Linked DNA regions of Mus musculus: region 2 is linked to region 1. Evidence: chromatin contacts called from public Hi-C data. All regions are on one chromosome and are shown on one strand. The core of a region is the stretch at or near the end of the contact, and the rest is flanking DNA. Distances in the headings are between cores, read along the strand shown.

The links. A called contact is a pair of places that touch in the nucleus more often than the background predicts.
Region 2: a Hi-C map of muscle stem cells shows a contact between it and region 1, with 1.8 times the contacts expected there. The contact joins two enhancer-like sites. A contact is called at or near these places in 1 of 15 datasets of contacts at CTCF or cohesin (the NIH/3T3 cell line), 2 of 484 Hi-C or Micro-C datasets (the 3T3-L1 cell line and muscle stem cells) and 2 of 115 datasets of contacts at active chromatin or transcription factors (embryonic stem cells and fibro-adipogenic progenitors).

What each region holds. Positions count from the first base shown.
Region 1 is chr4:55,729,229-55,735,465 of GRCm38.p6, reverse strand. No RefSeq gene overlaps it. Among named protein-coding and RNA genes, the nearest start is that of Gm12511, 160 kb to the right of the region's middle. Within about 2 kb of position 3,240, at least 131 of the 459 cell types and tissues checked have an H3K27ac peak or open chromatin away from gene starts, as enhancers often do. A contact at or near this core is called in fibro-adipogenic progenitors and muscle stem cells, where this site is marked.
Region 2 is chr4:55,872,543-55,878,779 of GRCm38.p6, reverse strand. No RefSeq gene overlaps it. Among named protein-coding and RNA genes, the nearest start is that of Gm34482, 78 kb to the left of the region's middle. Within about 2 kb of position 3,354, at least 28 of the 459 cell types and tissues checked have an H3K27ac peak or open chromatin away from gene starts, as enhancers often do. A contact at or near this core is called in fibro-adipogenic progenitors and muscle stem cells, where this site is marked.

The DNA.
Region 1 (6,237 bases), core at 1,991-4,490:
ACAAATTGGATAGAATTCTCAAACATGAAAAGACAGAGAGACAGCACAGTTCAGTTCTGGAGGGGTGTCGAGCAACTGTCAATCACAGTTAATAACATAAATTAATATGGCGCTGGAAAACAAAGAAAACAGTGCAAAAGTCGAAAGCACTTTATTCTCCAGCAACCGCTCTACTAGGGTATATATTAGTATTGGTGACTATTCTTCCAGCTGTTGCAGGGAAACGGAAGAAGCAACTCAAAGGAGGAACGACTGATCTTTGCACACAATTTCAGGAGATACTGTCTCTTGTGACAGGGAAAGCATGGCTGACTGCCCATGTGGTTCAGTTCTTGGTGGCACAAGTCCACAGAATATCCTATTCCTATCTTGGTAGACAAGAAAGTAGAAAGCTTGAGTCAGAACCAGAAGTGGATTTTAGCTTCCAGTCTCACTGTCTCTAGTGAGGCACTTCCAATAGGTAGGTCCACTCCTTAGGTTTTCCACATCCTCCCAAAGGGATACCACCAGCTGGAGACCAAGGTTTTGAGCCTGTGAGCTGGTAGGAGACACTTCAGATTTTAACTATGACAGTATTCAACAGAAATGCACACACTAAGATAGTCACAGCCACACCATTCAGAACAGCAACTCAACTAACTGTCAATCACAAAATGGATAAGTAAATAGAAGCACACAGTATTACACACTGAGAACAATGGTAATGTGCTTTTATGGGTGACATCAGAGAAAACTGTCCTAGACATAACAGTGAACCAGAGAAGCCAACTGCATGTTTACTGCAGGACAGGGCACAATGGCTAGCAAGAATCACTGAGGTGCCCCATGATGCATTGAAATGTGTGGTTATAATGCTGTCTAATAAGTTAGCCCAAATTTTGGGTCTTAACATAACAGTCATTTCATTGTTTGTCATGAATCTGTGACTCAGGGCTAGGCTAAGCAATTCTTGTGTTTCATGTGGTTTTTGACCAAGGCCTCTCAATAGTCCAAGAGAGCTCTCCTTACAAAGTCAGTGCTTCAGCAGTCATCTGCAGAAGGCTGGCCTCCACCAACACTGTGGACAGCGTGGCTGTGCATGCCCTTTAATGAGGCAGTCCCTGGGCTAGTAGACTCCAGGTGTTTCTGGAAACAGTTGCTAAGAAACCCACCAAGTAGCATCCCATCTTCTTATGCCCTAGCTTAAGCACCACTTCCACTACATTGTGTTGCATTAGAGAAGTCAGTAAGGCCAGTCCAGCATCAAGAAGAGAAAGAGAGTCTACTGCTTTGAGGAAGGGATATGTGTACATAGAGACTGAGAACTGATGGCGGTCATCTTGGAAACATGCTAACTGTGTCTGTTTGGGCAGTGACTACAGGGATCTCTTCGGTTTGTGACAGTCTAGCAAGCCACACACCTGTGATATGTCCCTCTTCCTGTGCATATAATTGCAACAAAAGGGTTTACATTTGAACTGGATTATTAAGAAGAATAACTCCACTTGCGTTGATCAGGCTGATCTCTTTGTGGCCCTCCTGTGTGTTAGTGGATAGCCCTGCCTCCCCAGAGTCTCCTGACCCCATCCCCAGCTTGAGTTAGAGATGTGAACTCTTTTGGGCTTCTTTTCCTGTGAAGGCTTCATTCCAACGAGGAAGCAAAGCAACACTTGCCTCACACTATTAGCGTGAGGAAGGACGAGACAACTTTAAGTAAACTTCCAGCCTATCTTGGATGCTCCGTGAATGAGCATTTCCGTTCAAACTCTGGCCACTTGCACAGACTCCTGACTCCTCTGCTGACAGGGATTAGGAGTTTAGACTTCTTAGAAGTCCTGACAGGATTCCAGTGAGCCCAAACCCTCCCTCCTCCCTGGGGTCCTTCCCTATAAACAGAGTCCTATAAGTCTGTGCTCTCTCTCACCTGCCACCCTACATGGAGGCCTGGGTCAGATGTGCTGAAAACACTCTGTGGCCTCTAGAACAGGGCCAAAGTCCCACAAGTGAAGTGACAAATGAATCAACTCAGCCAGGGCTTAGTCATTCTTAGGTACTTTCCACACAGACACATCGAGATGGTTACCAGAGAAAAGTCTGCCTGCCGACCTCACAGCTGCCCAGAGAAAATGTTGTTGTAACCTTTCCTTCACAGGGGAACAAGCAGCATCACTCTCCTTTCCTTCCCGTCCTTTCTGGAGCGAGATGCCCTGGCAAGGGAGCTGAAGTGCTTGTTTTTGTTTACCCTGGAGGAAGTTTCCAGATAGTTCTGAATCCAGGGCTTTGAATATGGGGCCGGCCCTTCAAGTCTTAGGCACTTAATGTCTAAGTGCATAAACAACTCCTCAGAGGCCACTGTCACTGGCCATCCAGATTCTCGGCCTTCCCAGCTAGCTCTCTGGTCAACAAGAGTATCCTTTAGGCTTTCAGATTCCAGAAAGACTGTGGAAGACTGTCCAAGCCCCTCACACTGATGTAGAGCGAGCTGGCTTCGCATACTTGTTATCCCAGAAATCAATAGGTCAAGCAGGAAGACTACCATAAGTAGTACCATACCAGCCTGGGCTACTTAGTGAGTGCTGGGTCTGCCTGGTCGACAATATGAGGTTGTTGTTTGCTTGTATGTATGTATATTTGTTTGTTTGTTTGTTTAATAAACAAAAATGTCTTCCCTTCCACCTGAGACATTAGATTGTAACTTCCTGGTCCCCTGTTCTTGCTTCTTAGTAATGGGGATTAAGAGTGCTCACCCAAAAATGGAGGGAAAGGCACATGAAGAAATGATCACAGCCTGGAACTCTCGCCCTCTGCTCCAATTCTTCAATCATTTCTGTGCAACCTTTCTCTATTTAAATTTCCTCTTTTACTTCCTATGTACTATCTCATTCTGTCTCCTCTCCTCTCCTCTCCTCTCCTCTCCTCTCCTCTCCTCTCCTCTCCTCTCCTCTCTTTTCTTCTCTGTTATCTGTATTTTTTTCTGCCTTGTTTTTAAGCCTCAGTCCAACCCCTACCCCATTCATAGCCATTTCTCTGTCTGGTATAGCTTTGGCGTGCAGCTATTGAAAGCTAGCCAGACTCTGGTTAAAAAACGTTGCAATTCTTGGCCGGTGTTTCTCTCCTTCCAAACGAGGGTGATGTTTCAGGCATAGGAAGTCCTGCCATCCATTTAGGCCCCAGGGAAGAAAAATAGCACAGCCTTTGTGTGTGGCCTTAGGTGGATGGTGAAGTGGGCCTCTGCATACTCACAGAAATAAGTCTGGTGTTTCAGAGAATTGTGAAATGTGTGCAGGCAATGTGTCATCCCAACAACAGTGAGTCAGTCTCCAGGCCCAGGCCCAAAGCTGGCTGCCTTTGCTTTCTAAATAGAAAGTGTATTCCTGGCCAGCCAGGCATTAGCAGAGGAGTGGTGGGTGAGTGAATGGACAGAGAAGCAGAGAAGACGTGCTAGTCCATACATCACAGGTTCCCAGGAAAATCAGGCTCCCCCTTTTCGGCCATCATTGGGAAGAGGGGCCCCTTAGTCTTGCAAACTTTATATGCCCCAGTACAGGGGAATGCCAGGACCAAGAAGTGGGAGTGGGTGGGTAGGGGAGCAGGGCGGGCGGGGGGGTTATAGGGGACTTTTGGGATAGCATTTGAAATGTAGATGAAGAAAATATCCAATAAAAAATTGAAAAAAAGGAAAATTTGTAAAAGAGCATTCTTTTTCCTTCTTTCCTAGTCACTTGAATCTGGTGTGTGTGTGTGTGTGTGTGTGTGTGTGTGTGTGTGTGTGTGTGAACTTTGCCCTTTGTCATTTATTTCAGCCTGAGCTTCCAGAGTGACCTTCCAAAATAAAGCCATAAAACTGCGACACAGTGGCCTAGATGACCTGAATGTGATAATCAGCCTCAATCAAATGGAGTTCAAAATCTCATCTTACCTTCCACTAACACTGTGAGAAGAGACAGAGACAGAGACAGAGACAGAGACAGAGACAGAGACAGAGACAGAGACAGAGACAGAGACAGAGACAGAGGCAGAGGCAGAGGCAGAGGCAGAGGCAGAGGCAGAGGCAGAGGCAGATAGAGACAGAGACAGAGACCAAACACAGAGAACATTCATGCATATGTATGGGTATTATTTGGGTATTACTGAGTAAATTTCCAAGCTCTCTGGAATCTTAGCATCACATTAGCTAAGAGGACCTGTCTGTCATGTATACCAGTGCTGTGTGCATGTGTGTGCATTCATGTATGTGTGCATGTCTGAGGGTACATCACTGGGTTTAAAAAACAATCTCTTTAGAGTCTCTGTCAATTCAAAACAAAACAAAAAACCCCTGCCTGCTCTTTCATGAAGTTTAAAGAAGGTAGCAACACTCACAGCAGGCGAGCATGGCATTCAGATGTCCTTATCTAACAAAAAGATGCTGTAGTTTGGAATGAATGTCCCCAGAGACCTATGTATCTGATACTTGGTCCGCATTCTGTGCTGCAACTGGGAGATCATAGGATGCTGAGGACATAGAAACTTGTGGAAGGAAAGGAGGTCATTGAAGGAGAGATTTGAGACCTGCCCATTTATGACCACAGTGATGTACTGCTATTCCAACACTATCAAATTCTGGACCAACAAGACCAGGGATTGAAACCAGGAACAAAAACAAACGTTTCCCTTTTATAAGTTGACTACTTTGGGTATTTATGTCACAGTGACAGAGAGCTGACTACCAAGAAGAGTCACAGCCTTAACTCCTCTTCATTCTCCAGCCTTCGGGTTGTTCTTTGGGTTGTCCTTCCAGAGAGTTTGAGCACTAGGCAACTTCAGCATCAGCAACAGCAGTAGCTACTACAGCAACTTTACCCCATTTGCTAGGGAAACGGAATATTAAAAGAAGACACACAGGACCCAGGGTCTTGTGTGCCAGCATCGTGGGCAGGCAGGGCTCCCTTTCATCCCTGGCAAACCAGATGCCAGAGTCATGTGGCTTCCACAACACCAGAGGAAGTGATGCAACCACCATCTAGCTTTGGGTCAGCCTGGAGAAAAGTGTTCTGTTACAGCGTGGGTGGTGCTGGCTTTCAGCTCAGCCTGCACCCTCTCCTAAGCCCACAGCAAAAGGGCAAGTAGATCCTGCCTCAGAGCAGACAATGCCCATTCGCCTTGCCCTCTGTAGCACTATCCCAGCCCTTACAGAGGGCTCAGCCAGGCCAGTCATTTCTGGCCATGGTTCACCCTTTCCCTTACCCTTGCTCCAACCCATAAGTTGTCCTCACAACAAACACCTGTTTCTTTTGGCAGGGACCCTGTAAGGTCCAGCCACACACTACTGACTTGATATGCACAAGAAGCAATATAATTGACTTCAATTATAATAACTACATCCATTAAAAAAACCTATGTAATGTTCATTCAGCAACCTAGGTAATGTGCAATTAATGACATTACCATATAAATTGTGCAGTGGGTCACTAATATGCAGATTATGTATAATGTTCAACATCTGTATTAATTATAGCACATGCCAGAAAAGTACGGCACTGAAAACTAGCAGTCCTGTCTTGGTTCTAAACCGTTTTGATTGTGCACGAACTCCTTTTTACGGGGGAGTTTTTTCTTTCATTGGAATATTTGCTTCCAGGTCTTTTATGCAAAGATGACCTTTACTGAGAAAAGAGAAGAAACTCTGAGAATCTCGTTAGAGCTGTGCTTGGGTAAACCTGAGAAGGCTCTGTTAGTTATTGCTCTGGGAACACGACCATCACCCTGAGGACGGAGTTCAGATTTCTGGGTTCTCGCCTAGACTCTGGTGATATTTTCCCTGCCAATCACAGCATGTCCACCAGGACATCCATTATCTTGGAAACAGTCATAATAAGCCTCGATGATGCTTACATTACCAAGACATTAAAGAGATGACCTCACTACAGACACCAGCATGCTTTGCAGATTCGAGACAGTCACAGAATTGAGCTGAGTTCTCAATGGGAAGGCTTCTATTCTTCCCTTTATGTGGCTCATTTGTTTGTGGGCATCAAAGGATTTCAACAACGGATGCCTTCTAAGTGGGTTTTCTTTTCTTTCTTCTTCTTTTGCCATAAATATACTGTTGGCACTATTTGGTGCCTGGAGTTGCCTCCTCCATTTTGCAGAATTTAGAAACTTGAGGGTAAGGCAAGTTAGCCAAGGTTATTCCAAAGAACAAACCTATGTCGGGAAGGAGATGATAGAAAATTGTCAGAGAGGTGTATATCCTAACTCTTACTGTTTCACCCCTGA
Region 2 (6,237 bases), core at 2,105-4,604, 140 kb before region 1:
TTCACGACTGTAATGCCAAAACCCTTATTTCTCAGAGGTTAAGACCAAGTGCTGACTTGACCAGCCAGCAGGTAAGCTAAGATCAGAGATGCAGTATTGAAGGATTTTTTTTTTTTAGCTTTCATCTCTGATGTTAGAAGAAAGCATTTCTGAAGAGATGATCAGTCATCAAAATGCTTTCTGCATGAGTGTGACTTCCATTCCCAGAACCCATGGGAAAGGTCAAGTGTGGCAGTGTGTATGTGTACTCCCAGCTTTGAAGAGACAGAGACCAGAGGATCATTAGAACGTGTTACTGTTTTTTGAGGTCCAGGTTCAATGAGAGATCCTGTCTCAAAAATTAAGGTGAACAGTGATGGAGGACAACCTTTGAAGATGACATTTGACCTCCATATTCTTGTACATATACAGGAACACACACACACAATTAAATTTAACAACAGCCCAGTATCTGCACAGAGACACCTCCTTCACATCCTCAAAACTGGGTTAGAATACAGGCCCAAAATAGCAGAGGTCAGAAGAGCTGGAGCCTCCTTTAGGTCACCTATAGTAAGCTCCTTCTTTGGAATCTCTACTTCCTCACTCCAAAAGAAAGAGCATCTGTCCAGAGCCTCCTGCATTCAAGAGTCTGTGCTGAGGACATCCTTCTCTAAGCCTTATCAAACCTGGGAAAGCTAGACGTGTACAAAGGCTAAAAAGAAGTTATCATCTTCCGTGTGGAATTCCTTCAGGATTCTGTTTTGATCCTGAGTGGTACAGAGCCGGCGAGGACGTCAGATGATACACTTAGACCCTGTGTTTGACTTCAGAGTACAGGATTAGGGTGGGGAGCCTCCAGACAGAGCAGAGAGGGCTTCTATGTAATCCCTGACCCAATTACTTCACTCTTAGGATTGTCAGACTGAATACATGAAAACACTGGAGTTTGAACCTCAGTGTCTTAGTTAGGGTTTTACTGCTGTGAACAGATGCCGTAACCAAGGCAACTCTCATAAGGACATTTAATTGTTGCTGGCTTACAGCAATTGGTTCAGCAGTTCAGTTCATTATCATCAAAGTAGGAGCATGGCAGTGTCCAGGCAGGCATGGTACAGGAGGTGCTGAGAGTTCGATATCTTTATCTGCAGGCTGCTAGGAGAAGACTGGCTTTCAGGTAGCTAGTATGAGCATCTTAAAGTCCTTGCCCACAGTGACACACCTCTTCTACAAGGCTATACTGCCTAATGGTGTCACACTCTGGGCCAATCATATACAAACCATCACACTCAGTTTAAAGGGAAGTGCTTTTTCAGGGTAGCACATGGACTCAATCTTTGTTTCTCTGATTTTGAATTTTTCTTTCTGGCTCGTGTTTTGTCTGACAGCATCATTTACTCTTCTCGCTACATTTATTCACCTATAAAATTAGAGTTAAAAAGCCCACCTTGCCTGTGTAATTATAGTTGAAGTCAATAGGATGTGGAAAGGGGTCTCGTGTATAGCTTTCCTTCCTCCCTGCTTTGCGATTGTCATGCATGTCTACCAAATAGCAAAACAGATCTGGAGAACAGACCCTCTTCAGTAGATGGCTTCCTGGAAACCTGGCTCCTCCCCCCATGTGGGACTTGGAGTAGACACTGAGGTGAGTACCTGAAAACTGAAAAGCAGATCTATACTCACTGTGTACCTGGCCTGATAGTTTCTTTTCTGCCCTCCTGCTTTGAGAATTGGACTGTGATGATGGGGGTAAGACTTCTTTTTTTTTTCCATTTTTTTTTAATTAGGTATTTTCTTCATTGACGAGAACAAAGTAAATGACATGAGGGCAATTCACTTTAACCCTTTGATCTCTGTAAAGAAAAATCAACTCTGGAGACTAAACGAACACCCAAAAGTGAGGATGGAAGTGGACATGAGGTGGAGATCAAGACAAGAAGCAAACACCATCAATTCCCGTTCCTGAAGAGCTAGCTGATGTGTCTAGGGAGGGAGGCATGGCCCTAGGGGAGGGTATCTGACATGCCAGGCTCAGACTGTGTCATCTCCACTCTGCTCAGCAACCTCATGACACAGTTGTAGCTCATGCATATCTTATGGGTAGAGGGGATGCTCCAGGAGATGCAGAGGCCCTGAGCATGCACAGCTTCTGACTGGTTCTGTGCACAATCCATGCCATCAGTGAGTATTCAAGCTCAAGCAAGCACTTACTTTTGATATATTTTTAAAGAATGAGTTTACAATTTTAAAAATGAGTTGCTGAGCAAAATGAAGCCACACCCCCTTGTTCCATTTGCCATGTGACACCGCAGAGAAAGGTGTGGATGTCACCAGAAGGTCTGCCTTGTTTGCACAGAAGTCATATTCTTACTTGCCATATGCACTAGCTCATACTTCTTAGATGTTCAAGTTTACATGCTATAGGAAGACAAGAGCCTACGGTAAGAAAATCGTGAGTCAAAATTTGAAAGGCATTTTCTTTTATTTATATATGCATTTTGTGCATGCACAGACCTATACATGCAATGATATATGTGTGCATATGCATACACATGTGCATGCACGGAGCCAGAATAAGCACAATAGCATATTCCCTGAAACTCGGGAACTCACGATCTGTCAGGACTTCTAAGAGGAAAAAAAAAGTGAAGAATTACAGGGAGTCCATGGAATTCATAAAGAGAATTGGACTGATTCTTACAGCTTTGGGACTACATTTGTTCAGTGTTGGGGGGTGGAGCAGTACTGGAAGTGAGCCTCAGTTTATACCTTTTGGGCCATTAGGAACTTCCCAATGGCCTGATCAAGACAAAAGGGATTCCCTCATCAGGGAATGAGTTTCCCATCACCAGAAATATGTAAGGAAAGGCTGGGAAACCACACAACAGGGATGCTGCAAAGAGAAAGCCAAATATCAAGAGGAAGCTGGGGTCAGGAAAGACTGGGATGGCTAGAGGCTTTCAACATCCTCAACAGCCTAGCCACGGAACTGGAGAAAGACCCAAACTGGTTTTAAAAAGATCTCATGAGCAGCACTTTATTGGCCGTATCTCTAACTATCCCTTGTCAGTATGGGGCACCAAAGGACCTACTTACACATTGCTTTGGAATACCCCCTCAGTCTTCGCAGCTGACAAAACTCCACTTACGCTGATTAATGCTCTGATCCTTCCAACTGCCCCACCAGTCAGCTTCCCAGAGGAGGCTCCAAGAGGTGATGAGCGCTGCCCAAAATGACGCAGCTGGTAAATGACATATCCTCCTGGCACCATGCACTGGTATTCTTGCCAGTGTAGTTTGACTGCCTCTACTCTGGGCCAAGGACTGGGCGAGCACCCAGGATCCCAAGCCGGCTTCTGACATCTGTGTCGTCCTCCTCTCGTGGCTCATACGTAAAGGGAATGTTTGCCCGGCTTGCTCCTGCCAGGTACCAGCTCACTACTCACGTAGAGGACTCTTTTACGTCCCCAGGAGTCCTTCCTAGGGAAATAACACTGGACTCCTGAGAAGCCCAGATTATTTGACTCTCCAGGCAAGCTAATGAACTGTTTGAGACTTAAGATTCAGGAAGCCCTACAGCATGGGGAGAAGACAACGCAGGCCAGAAGAACAGAGAGGTGCAGCCCCTCCTCCTGTAGCCTGCCTTCTGCTCACCGGTTACCACCTCTCTGGAGTGGCACTTCCACCTGCCCGAGGCCATTCCTCCTTGGGCAGGGAGCCCATCAGATTTTACAAGCCAGGCAGGGTCAGGCCTAGTGAAAACGTGAATGGGAATGCCCAGAACAACAAAGGCAGCAGGCGTTTTCCCTCGGAAGATGGGGTGAGCCAAGCCACAGACTGCCAGTTATGGGGCATCCAGAGCATGACCTCTGCAAAACCCCTAAATGAACACCAACTGAGGACATACCTGCTGGGATTAGCGAAGTTTTATCAAAACTCCCCTACCTCCGCAGAAGTGGTATAATTCCGACGATTTTGATGAAGTAAAATCACTTTGAATTACTAGAAGACAACTAAGCTAGCAAATCAGAACTATATATAAATCAGGGTGGGGAAAACGATTTCAGAATGCCACAGAGTAACTGTTTTAGGCTTCGTGGACATAATAGTTTTATAGTGTGAAAACTCCATAGGAGATATGGAAATGGATGTGTGTGCCTGGTTTAAAAAAAAAAAGAACAACCTTGCATTAATACACACAAACTGGAATTTTGTGTAATTTCCGTACATCATAAAATGTGTTCTTCTTTGATTCTTTTGACAGCCATTCAAAGTTGTAAAAACGACACTTTTAGCTCATAGCTGTAAGAGAACAGATGGGATGAGTTCATCTTGGAGGCTTCGGTTTTCCTGTTTCTCTTCTGAGGCAACACTTCTCAACTATATATGGCAAGCAGGCCATTTGTAAAGATTTTCGAGCTTTCTTGCTCATACATTTGTAAATGTATATAAAAATGGGCTACAAAAAAAACCCAAAAAACAAAAACAACAACAAAAAAAAACAGGCCAAGAGGAAAGAGAAGGGTCAGGAGTGATAGCACCAGCCTATGGTCCCAGCACTGTGCAGGGGGTTGGGGAAGGTCCTGGCCAGCCTGGGCTACATGGTGAAGACCCGTTTCAAACAAATAAACAGTCTTGGTCTTATTGATGAGTTCCGGTGTAAACAAATAGGAAGGAGATAAAGAAAAGGAGGGAGAGAGGGAAGAGCAGGAAGGCAGAAGGGAAGGAAAAAGAAGGAAGCAGAGAGAAAGGAAAAGGAGAGAGGAAAGAGAATGAGAAAGAAGAAAAGAGTTGAGAGAGAGAGAGAGATTATGAATATAATGGTTAATTATATCTGTGGGCTTGACTCGATAGTACCTGCACATGAGTTAATCTCTCTTTCTGGGTGTGTATGTGAGGGCATACAGGATGGATGGTTGCGTTTGATTTTTCAGACTCCTCCTTAAAATGGTTTGCACGTCTGTGTGTGCGTGGGGGGTGGGGGTGAGGGTGGGGGTGGGGGTGGGGGATCTGATCCACAGAGCACCTGAATGGAACCAAAGAAGAAGGAAGGGAGAAGCTGTTCCTCCTGAGAGCGGAATATGCTTCTCCTTCTTCCCTTGAACCAAAACTTGCACCACTGGCCTCTCGGGATCTCGGCATTGGGAGATAGCACAGGCGCGAGTTTTCCTGCGTCTACAGTTTGCACCCAGCAGAGCAGATGGTTCAGCCTTTGTAACCATAAGAAGGATTTCTCATAATTAATCTCATAATGATGCAAATATCATCTATCCTGTTCTTAGGTAGTTCATATATACATACATGCATGTATATATGGCTTTGTTTTTCTGGAGCGCTCTAATGCTTTGGACACAGACACTTGGTCAGATATGTGCTGTATAATTTTTTTCCTGATGTGCTATTTGCCTTTCCATTTTTTTAAACAGAAGCTTGAAAAGATGAAAAGGTCTTGATTTTGATGAAGTAAAGATTTCCAGTTTTTATTTTCCAGTTAATATTTTCTCTGCTCTAAAAGTTCAACCTCATATTTAAATCTATGACTCAAGTTAAATTCTGCTCCTTCTGTGAAGTAAAAGTCACGACCCTTATTATATATCTATTTATCACTTGATCTTCCAATGATGCTTATGCTAATGTGGAATGGATCAGCCCTACTTCGACGAACAGTATAGATCACTGTGTTCAGCTTGATCAGGTGTGTATGCTGGAATGTCTAGATCTCTCAACTCACCTGGATGTCTACTCTTAAGTTACTATTCCTGTAGTTTAATGATTATAGCTATTCATTAATTCTTAAACCTGGATACTTGTCTTTCTCAAAACTTTTGGCTTTTCATGTTTCAGTAAGTCTTGAAGTTAAATAAAAACAGACCCTGACATTTTGACTGCAGTCACACTGGGCAGTGGATCAGTAGGTCTGATACGAATTCTTCTGGTGACCATGGTATAACATTTAACTTGTTAAAAATTCTTTTAAATTTCTCTCCATGACATAAAGAAAGAAAGAAGTGATGATATTAATTGTCTCAGTTCAATTAGCACATATTGTACCCTTCTGTTGAATACCACTGCTGTCTGCAAGTGACAAGTTTGTGGCCATCCTGGTCCACGTTACACCTTGTATGAGAAAGAAAAGGGCAAGAAAGGAAGGAAAGAAGGAAGGAAGAAGGAAGGAAAGAAAAAAGAAAGAGAGAGGGGAAGGAAGGAAGGAAGGAAGGAAGGAAGGAAGGAAGGAAGGAAGGAAGGAAGGAAGGAAGG